Linked DNA regions of Sus scrofa: region 1 is linked to region 2. The links are chromatin contacts, called in public promoter capture Hi-C maps. All regions are on one chromosome and are shown on one strand. The core of a region is the stretch at or near the end of the contact, and the rest is flanking DNA. Distances in the headings are between cores, read along the strand shown. Region 1 holds the start of FAM19A3 (protein FAM19A3). Region 2 holds the start of WNT2B (protein Wnt-2b).

Region 1 (3,271 bases), core at 89-2,588, 200 kb after region 2:
TTTTTATGGTGGAGAAACTGAGTCCCAGGAGTTCCCCTCATGGCTCAGTGGTTAACGAACCCGACTAGCATCCATGAGGACATGGGTTCAATCCCTGGCCTCGCTCAGTGGGGTTAAGGATCTGGCATTTCTGTGAGCTGTGGTGTAGATCACAGATGCAGCTCAGATCCTGCATTGCTGTGGCTCTGGCTTAGGCTGGCAGCTACAGCTCTGATTCAGTCCCTAGTCTGAGAACCTCCATATGCTGCCCGGTGCACCCCTAAAAGACAAAAAGACAAAAAAAAAAAAAAAAAAAAAAAAGAGGAGTTCCCATCATGGCACAGTGGTTAACGAATCTGACTAGGAACCATGAGGTTGCAGGTTTAATCCCTGGCCTTGCTCAGTGGGTTAAGGATCCGGCATTGCCTTGAGCTGTGGTGTAGGTCACAGACGTGGCTTGGATCCCGTATTGTTGTGGCTCTGGCTTAAGCCGGTGGCTCCGATTTGACCCCTAGCCTGGGAACCTCCATATGCCTCCAGCGCAGCCCTAGAAAAAGACAAGAAACAAAAAACAAGAGTCCCAGAGTTTCATCCCCAAGTTGGAGTTCATACCCATCAGCCACAAGCCTACCAAAGCCATCCTGTCTGCCTGTCCCCTAGTCCTTCCTGTCCCAGAAGACACCACTCCTAGGGCAGAGATCATTCGCTGTTTCCTCTTGGTTTTAGCATTTTAACAATGGAGGGCTAGCAAAGCAACCTGCATTGCTATGGAGAATTTTCAGATAGGATTGAGGAGGGGTGCCCCTGCAGTTTATGGACGTTCTGGGCCAGGGATCAAACCCACACCACAGCAGCAACCTGAGCCACAGTAGTGACAATTCCAGATCCTTAACCCACTGCACCACCAAGGAACTCCTCAAATAGGAATGTTCTACATCTTTTCTGCCCAATGCAGTAGTCCCTAGCTACATGTAGCTATTTAGTACTTGAAATATTGTGAGTGTAAATGAGAAACTTACTTTAAGATGTTTAATTTATATTTTGATTTAAGTAACTACATAAGGCTGGTGGCTAGTATTGGACAGTGCAGTTCGGGAATATTCGACTCAGAACTCCTGAAGATCTGGGCTATCACTTCTCACACTAAGCACCCCCACCCCAGGCCCTCCAGAATTTTGAGCGACCTTTCTGAGTTACCCTGGCAGCGCCAGGGAGGTAGATGGTCCACTGGACTGCGCTGTGGTGGCCTGCGGCCCTCTTTTACCTGGTCTCGCCTCGGCCGCCAGGGGTCGCTGCGCCCCGGCTGGGAGCGCCGGGCGGACTGAGCGCCGTGTGCGGTGCCCCGCGCGGTCCGGGAGGAGGCGGTGACGCGGGAGGAGGGCTGGCGAAGCGGGGGCGGCCCCCGGAGAGGAAGAGGAGGCGGCGGTGGCCGCTGTGTGCTCGCTGGCGGTCCTGCGGGCAGGAGCCTCGGAAGGACCCTGGCTGAACTCTGCAGAACTGGCCGGGCGGGCCCGGAGCTCCTCGGTGCCCAGAGCGGGCCCGGCATGACCGTGATGCTAGTTTGGCCAGAGCCCCTCCGCCTCGGGGACGCATCAACTTGGTGAAGGGGACAGGGCTCCGGACTAGACAGCAACCGAGCTGGCCGCTCCCGGCTGCAGTCTCCCTTTCGGAGTCTCTATCCAGGGCTCAGAGGCGAGGAGACTCTCGGGCAGGTGGGTTGAACCAGTGGGAACCATCGTAGGGTAACGAGTGGGCACCGCCGTGGGGCAGGTAGGTCCCAGGATGGGGGTTCAGAATTGGGAGGACTGAGCGGTTGCGGGGCGGGGGCGGGAGAAGACAGAGAAAGATTAGAGGATCTTGCGGTTCTCATTCTCAGCCCATGCTAGTATGCAGGGGTTGGGTGAAACAGCCTGGGAAACTGAGGCGCGAGCGTGGAAGCCTGAGAACAACTCCCAGAAGCTTCTTTCTCTAGATCTCTCTGAGGGAGGGGACAGAGGGCGGGAGGACCCACCCCAGTGCCCACCCCAGGTCTGGTATTGGGGTCCATAGGAGAGAGGGGAGGGGTGGCAGCTCAGAGAGAAAAGACACAGCTGCGTTTGTCATGATCAAAACGAAGTGTTCTGATGGAGACAGGGAGAGAAGACACCTCCTCAGAAAAGAGGTACTTCTAGAAGCTCTCTGCCTATGGAGTACACCCACCCTAGAAGTACTGATAGCACTCCCACCCTCTGTCCTCATTGTCCTTTCTGGGCTCTCACTCTGGGAAGCTAGGGCATGGGTTCTCCGTCTCTCTTGGGCCCCACTATCCTACCTGCCTCAGCTCCACTTCCCTTTGGAGGCTGAAGGAGGGGAGATCTTAGGGAGAAATGGAGAAGCTTTGGGGCTAGGGCCTCTGGGAATGGGGGTGAGGGTGGCAGAGCTGAGCCAACTCCTGTCAAGTTCAGGAAGCAGGTGTGATGGGGCCAGGATGAGGAGGCAGAGAGGATTCAGGACCTCGGTCAGTATTCACAGGCACCTCTTTCCAGCATCAGTCTCAGCAGCAGGGCCTGAAGGCCAAGAACTCTTCCTTGACCTTCAGCTCCTTCCCTAGCCAGAGAGATGACAGCATTGATTCTTAGACACCTCCTACCACCAGCCCTGCTTCACTCCTGGGACACAGAAACTCCCTCCAGTTTCTCTTCTGAGGCTTACCACCCTACTGTGCTTCCAGAGTCTGTAAGGACCCCTGTGGATTCCCAGGGCCAAGGAAGGACCCCCCTGCTCTCTGAATTAGGCTCTACCTCAGTGCCCAGTCCACCCCCCATGTCCCCACCCAGGCCCTCCTCCATCTCCTGCAGGGCCACGAGCTCCTTCTGTCCTTGGCAGACCCTGAGAATCTTTCCTCCTTGTCTAGGTAGAGTGAATCCGAAGCCAGTGGATGAACAGACAGAAGCTAAAAGATCCCCAAAAAGGTGAGTGAGGAGGCAGTTGATCAGGGGGAGTAGGAGGGTGAACAGAGATGAAGCACCCAATCCAAGGGAGCAGCCATCTGGCCTCTGGTGTTTCCAGCACGTGCTGGTGCCTGAGGAAGCCCAGTGATGCTGCAAGAGGCCAGCAGTGCAGCAGAGGGGGTGGTCCAGGCCCCTTCCATGCTTGGATGGCCCCCAGCTGCTCTGTGCCTCTGCTTCCCTGGGATTCTTCCATTTCTACTCCCCCCTTGGGATAGATTTGGGCACCATCAAGGATGGAGGAGAAGGAAAGGGGAGGAGAACGCAAGCAGGGCGGTGCAGTGGGCCCCGGGTAGGCTCCTGAG
Region 2 (3,523 bases), core at 902-3,401:
CAGGTTGTGAGAGAGGGGCTGGGGGCAAAGTAGGACCACCCTCCCTTGGGGTTAGGCTGGTCAGTGACCACCCAGGATCCCAGCAGCACACCCACTGGCCTCACACAGAACCTGGGCCACCCGCCCAGGATGGCTGTCAGCCCGCCCACCGCCTGGCTCCGGTCTGATTACAGCCAAAGTGCTAAAAGGCTCCAGACCCCCGGGGCTCCGCCTCCTCAGGCCTCCGCTTCCCCTTCTCCCTTAGCTCTCTCTTTTCCTTTCGCAGGGGCCCTTGGGGATTGGTCTACCCCCATTTGGCCACTGGCTGGGAGAGAGAGGGTCTCTGTCTTTAGCCCTGCCCCACTGAAAGCCTTCCCCTGGTTTGGGGCAGATGCTCCTTCCTCCAAAGCCCTCTTGGCCTGGCCTCTTTGAGACAAGTCCAATGCTTCGCCTGGGAGCTCATAAATACCAAGGAGAGGCCCGTCAGGCTGTGTACAAAGCATTGATCCCCATCTCACCCTCCTTAAAAGCCCCTGGGTTCTTCCCAAACTCCCTGCTCTTCCCTAGGCACCTGCCTGGGGTGGTGGGAGAGGAAGAACAAGAGCTGGGGGCACTAGGGGTCTGGGTGAACCTGGCCCCACTTCAAATGAGACTTGCCTAGGTTTGCAAAGAAATCTCAGCAAAGGCGTCTCAGGGCCCCCTGTGCAAGCAGCAGTCTCAGGAATTCCTTGACTCCTATCCAAACCTCCCCCCAGCCCCTTCTCAGCTTTTCTCTCTGCTCATTACCATCCACACCACCTCCCACCCACCGGGAAGAAGAGAAGGTCATCACCAAAGGGGCCCAGGGAAGCGGGGCCTCCAAGGGGGGTAGACCCGGGTGGAGTAAGAGCTGTTTACTTACACCCAAACTCCCCTTAGCTCATCTCCATTCCCATCCAAGGGCCAGTAAAAATTCAAAATCACTGAGCCACACACAGCTGAGAATAGTGGAAAAAGATGGGGGGGGGTAGTCCTGGGATTCTCCCTCAGGCCTTTTCTGCCTCAGCAGACAGCAGAGCCTTATCATCCCAGCCTTTAGATGGCTTTATTGCATTTGCATGTAAATGCCTTGGGGGTGAGACCCTTTTACTCCTGTCTTTTAGGATGCCCTAGCCAGTGCTCAGTGTACAGCAGGACCTCAGTAAGTGCTGACTTGACTCCAGGCAGGGGCCCTCTCGACCAGAACTTGACTCCCAAATCAGCGACTCCTCCCCTGGCTCCGGTTACGATGGAGTGGAGGTGGGGGATGGGAGGGAAGAGCAGGTCAGGCGCTAGTTTGAGCCTCTGGCCTTGACCCTCTGCCTGGAAGCCCCACAACAAGCCCTTGCGTGAGGAGCTGAGCTCTCCAGTAGAGTTTAGGACCTTGAGGCTGGAAGTTTATTTTGAGATTTGAAGTCCAAAGTGGCAGATCCCAGAAAACCTCTTCTCTGGCTCCGTATTTGTTCTCAAGTTAAGTGGTTGAGTGCAGTTCTTGCAGTCAGCTGGCTCCTGCAGCCTGGGGTTCCTCCTGGGGAGTTGAGGGCTCTGAGGGGAGGGGAAGAAGGAGTGAAGCCCCATCCTGGGTTGTCCACTCTAGGGCAGAGGTAGCCTGTAAGCATTGGGGAGAAGTCTTGTCCCCTCACCCACTTCCCTCCCTCTTGAAGCTGCTGATGTGTTTCTGGGGGCCCCCTTAGCTCAGCAACATGCTTTAGTAGTTGAGCATCTATGTTGTGCCAAGACACAGTCCCACTTGACTATGAAGACAGCTGAAGCCAAAGAAGGGGCCTCATAAGTGAGTTCGGGGCCCATGTGGGCGAGTCCACCCAAGGTTAGGGCTGATGTGATCATCTCCAGCTCCCCACCCTCCAACCTCAGGCCCATATGTAGAAATAAACACAGGGCCAGAGTCACACCCAGGCCTATGCACACAGGGGAGCCTGGGAGAGGCTGCCAGAGCTTGCAGAGCTTAAAGACTGCTGCCCAGCATCAGGGTGGGGCTGGGCTGGGAGGAGGTAAAAGAGTGGTCCAGTGAAAGGGACCTGGCCAGAAATGAGCCTGAGCCTACTTTCTCCCTCACCTGTCCCTATCAGGAAGCTCATCTGCTTCTTCTTTTTTTTTTTTTTTTTTTTTGCTTTTAAGGGCTACACCCACAGCATATGTTAGTTCCCAGGCTAGGGGTCAAATTGGAGCTGCAGCTGCCGACCTACACCACAGCCACAGCAAGGTGGAAACTGAGCCAAGTCTGTGACCTACACCTCAGCTCCAGGCAACGCTGGATCCCCGACCCACTGAGGCAGGCCAGGGATCGAACCTATACCTCATGGACACTAGTCGGATTTCTTTCCACTGCATCACAATGGGAACTCTGAGTCTGCTTCTTTTTAAGGAGAGGGCTGAGTGGAGCCTCCCGGACAGAGAGAGAGAAGGAAGGAGAGGGGAGAAGAGTCATGTTGGCAGTGAGGGATGTGGCCAGCATGCGGGCCCCGCTTGGTCTCTGTATTCACCCCTTGTTCATTCCCATCAGCTCCAGTCCAACCCCTACTTTCCACCTACCCCAAGGATGGGCACCTTCTTCCCTGCATGACTTGGATAACCCCTGTTACCTGTCTAAAGTCCTCTCCTCCTCCCTAGCTCACTCTGCAGTTAGCCCACTCCCAATTCTGTCTTGCTGGCTGTGCCGTCTGCTTGGGGTGCTCTTCACCAAGAATCCACTGGCTTATTCCCTCACCGTCTTCAAGTCTCTGCTTGAATGTCATCTTAATGAGGTCTACTCTGATCATCCTAGTTACAACTCTATTGTTTCTCACTTTTTAACATACTCTATGTTTTACTTATCTTCTCCCAATAGAAGTTAAACTCCACACCCGCAGGAAGTGTTTTGCTTTCTTCACTGATGTGCCGAGCATAGTCTGCCATGTGGGAGGGGGTAAATACTTGCTGAATTATTGAATTCACTCCACCCCCACCATAGAAAGTGAGGTAAAGGGGTGAGAGATGGGGAGAGGGGATAATGGGCTCTCACAGCCCTTCTCCCTCATATCTGCCTATGGGATGTCTGCAGCCTCTTGGCAGCCAGCTGCACCCTGTCTGGTCACACTTCCGAGTCTCAAACACCGACCACCCCCAACCCCCCAGCCAAGAACTGACAGTGAGTTTGGGGTTGAAGAGGGTGGGCAGCTTCCAGCGCGTTGTTTACACCGGGGCTTTATAGTTTAACTAAAGACACCTGGGAAAGAGGGGCTCCGCAGGAGAAACTGAGGCTGGAGAAGGGGTTGGGGCCAGAACCCAGGCAGACTCTGGAAACTCTGTTTACCTCTCAGTAAGGGCCACCCTACCTTCAGAAGCTCTACCTGCCTGCTTAGGAAGTGCTGAGGAAAGAGGGAAGTCAATTTCTACAGCCACCACCTCCACACCCCTTCCCAATTTACCACGCCCCTAGGCGGTGAGCAAGCTGGCGGGGGGGCCGGGGGGGGCGTGGGGTGGAGAGGAGGAAGGGTGGAAAGGTGAAGGAAATGGCTTCGGGGCT

What was found. Promoter capture Hi-C pulls out the DNA fragments that hold promoters and counts their contacts.
Region 1: a promoter capture Hi-C map of fetal skeletal muscle shows a contact between it and region 2, with 5 times the contacts expected there. The contact joins the promoter of FAM19A3 here to the promoter of WNT2B in region 2. A contact is called at or near these places in 1 of 5 promoter capture datasets (fetal skeletal muscle) and 5 of 47 Hi-C or Micro-C datasets (fetal heart ventricle, liver, omental adipose tissue and 2 more).

What each region holds. Positions count from the first base shown.
Region 1 is chr4:107,717,422-107,720,692 of Sscrofa11.1, reverse strand. FAM19A3 (protein FAM19A3) reads left to right here and starts at 1,338. Exons shown (of 8, transcript XR_001303450.2): 1 at 1,338-1,691; 2 at 2,873-2,930.
Region 2 is chr4:107,921,971-107,925,493 of Sscrofa11.1, reverse strand. It overlaps WNT2B (protein Wnt-2b), which reads left to right and starts at 2,151. Exons shown (of 5, transcript XM_003125849.5): 1 at 2,151-3,523. All of the region lies in intron 14 of ST7L (suppressor of tumorigenicity 7 protein-like), which reads right to left.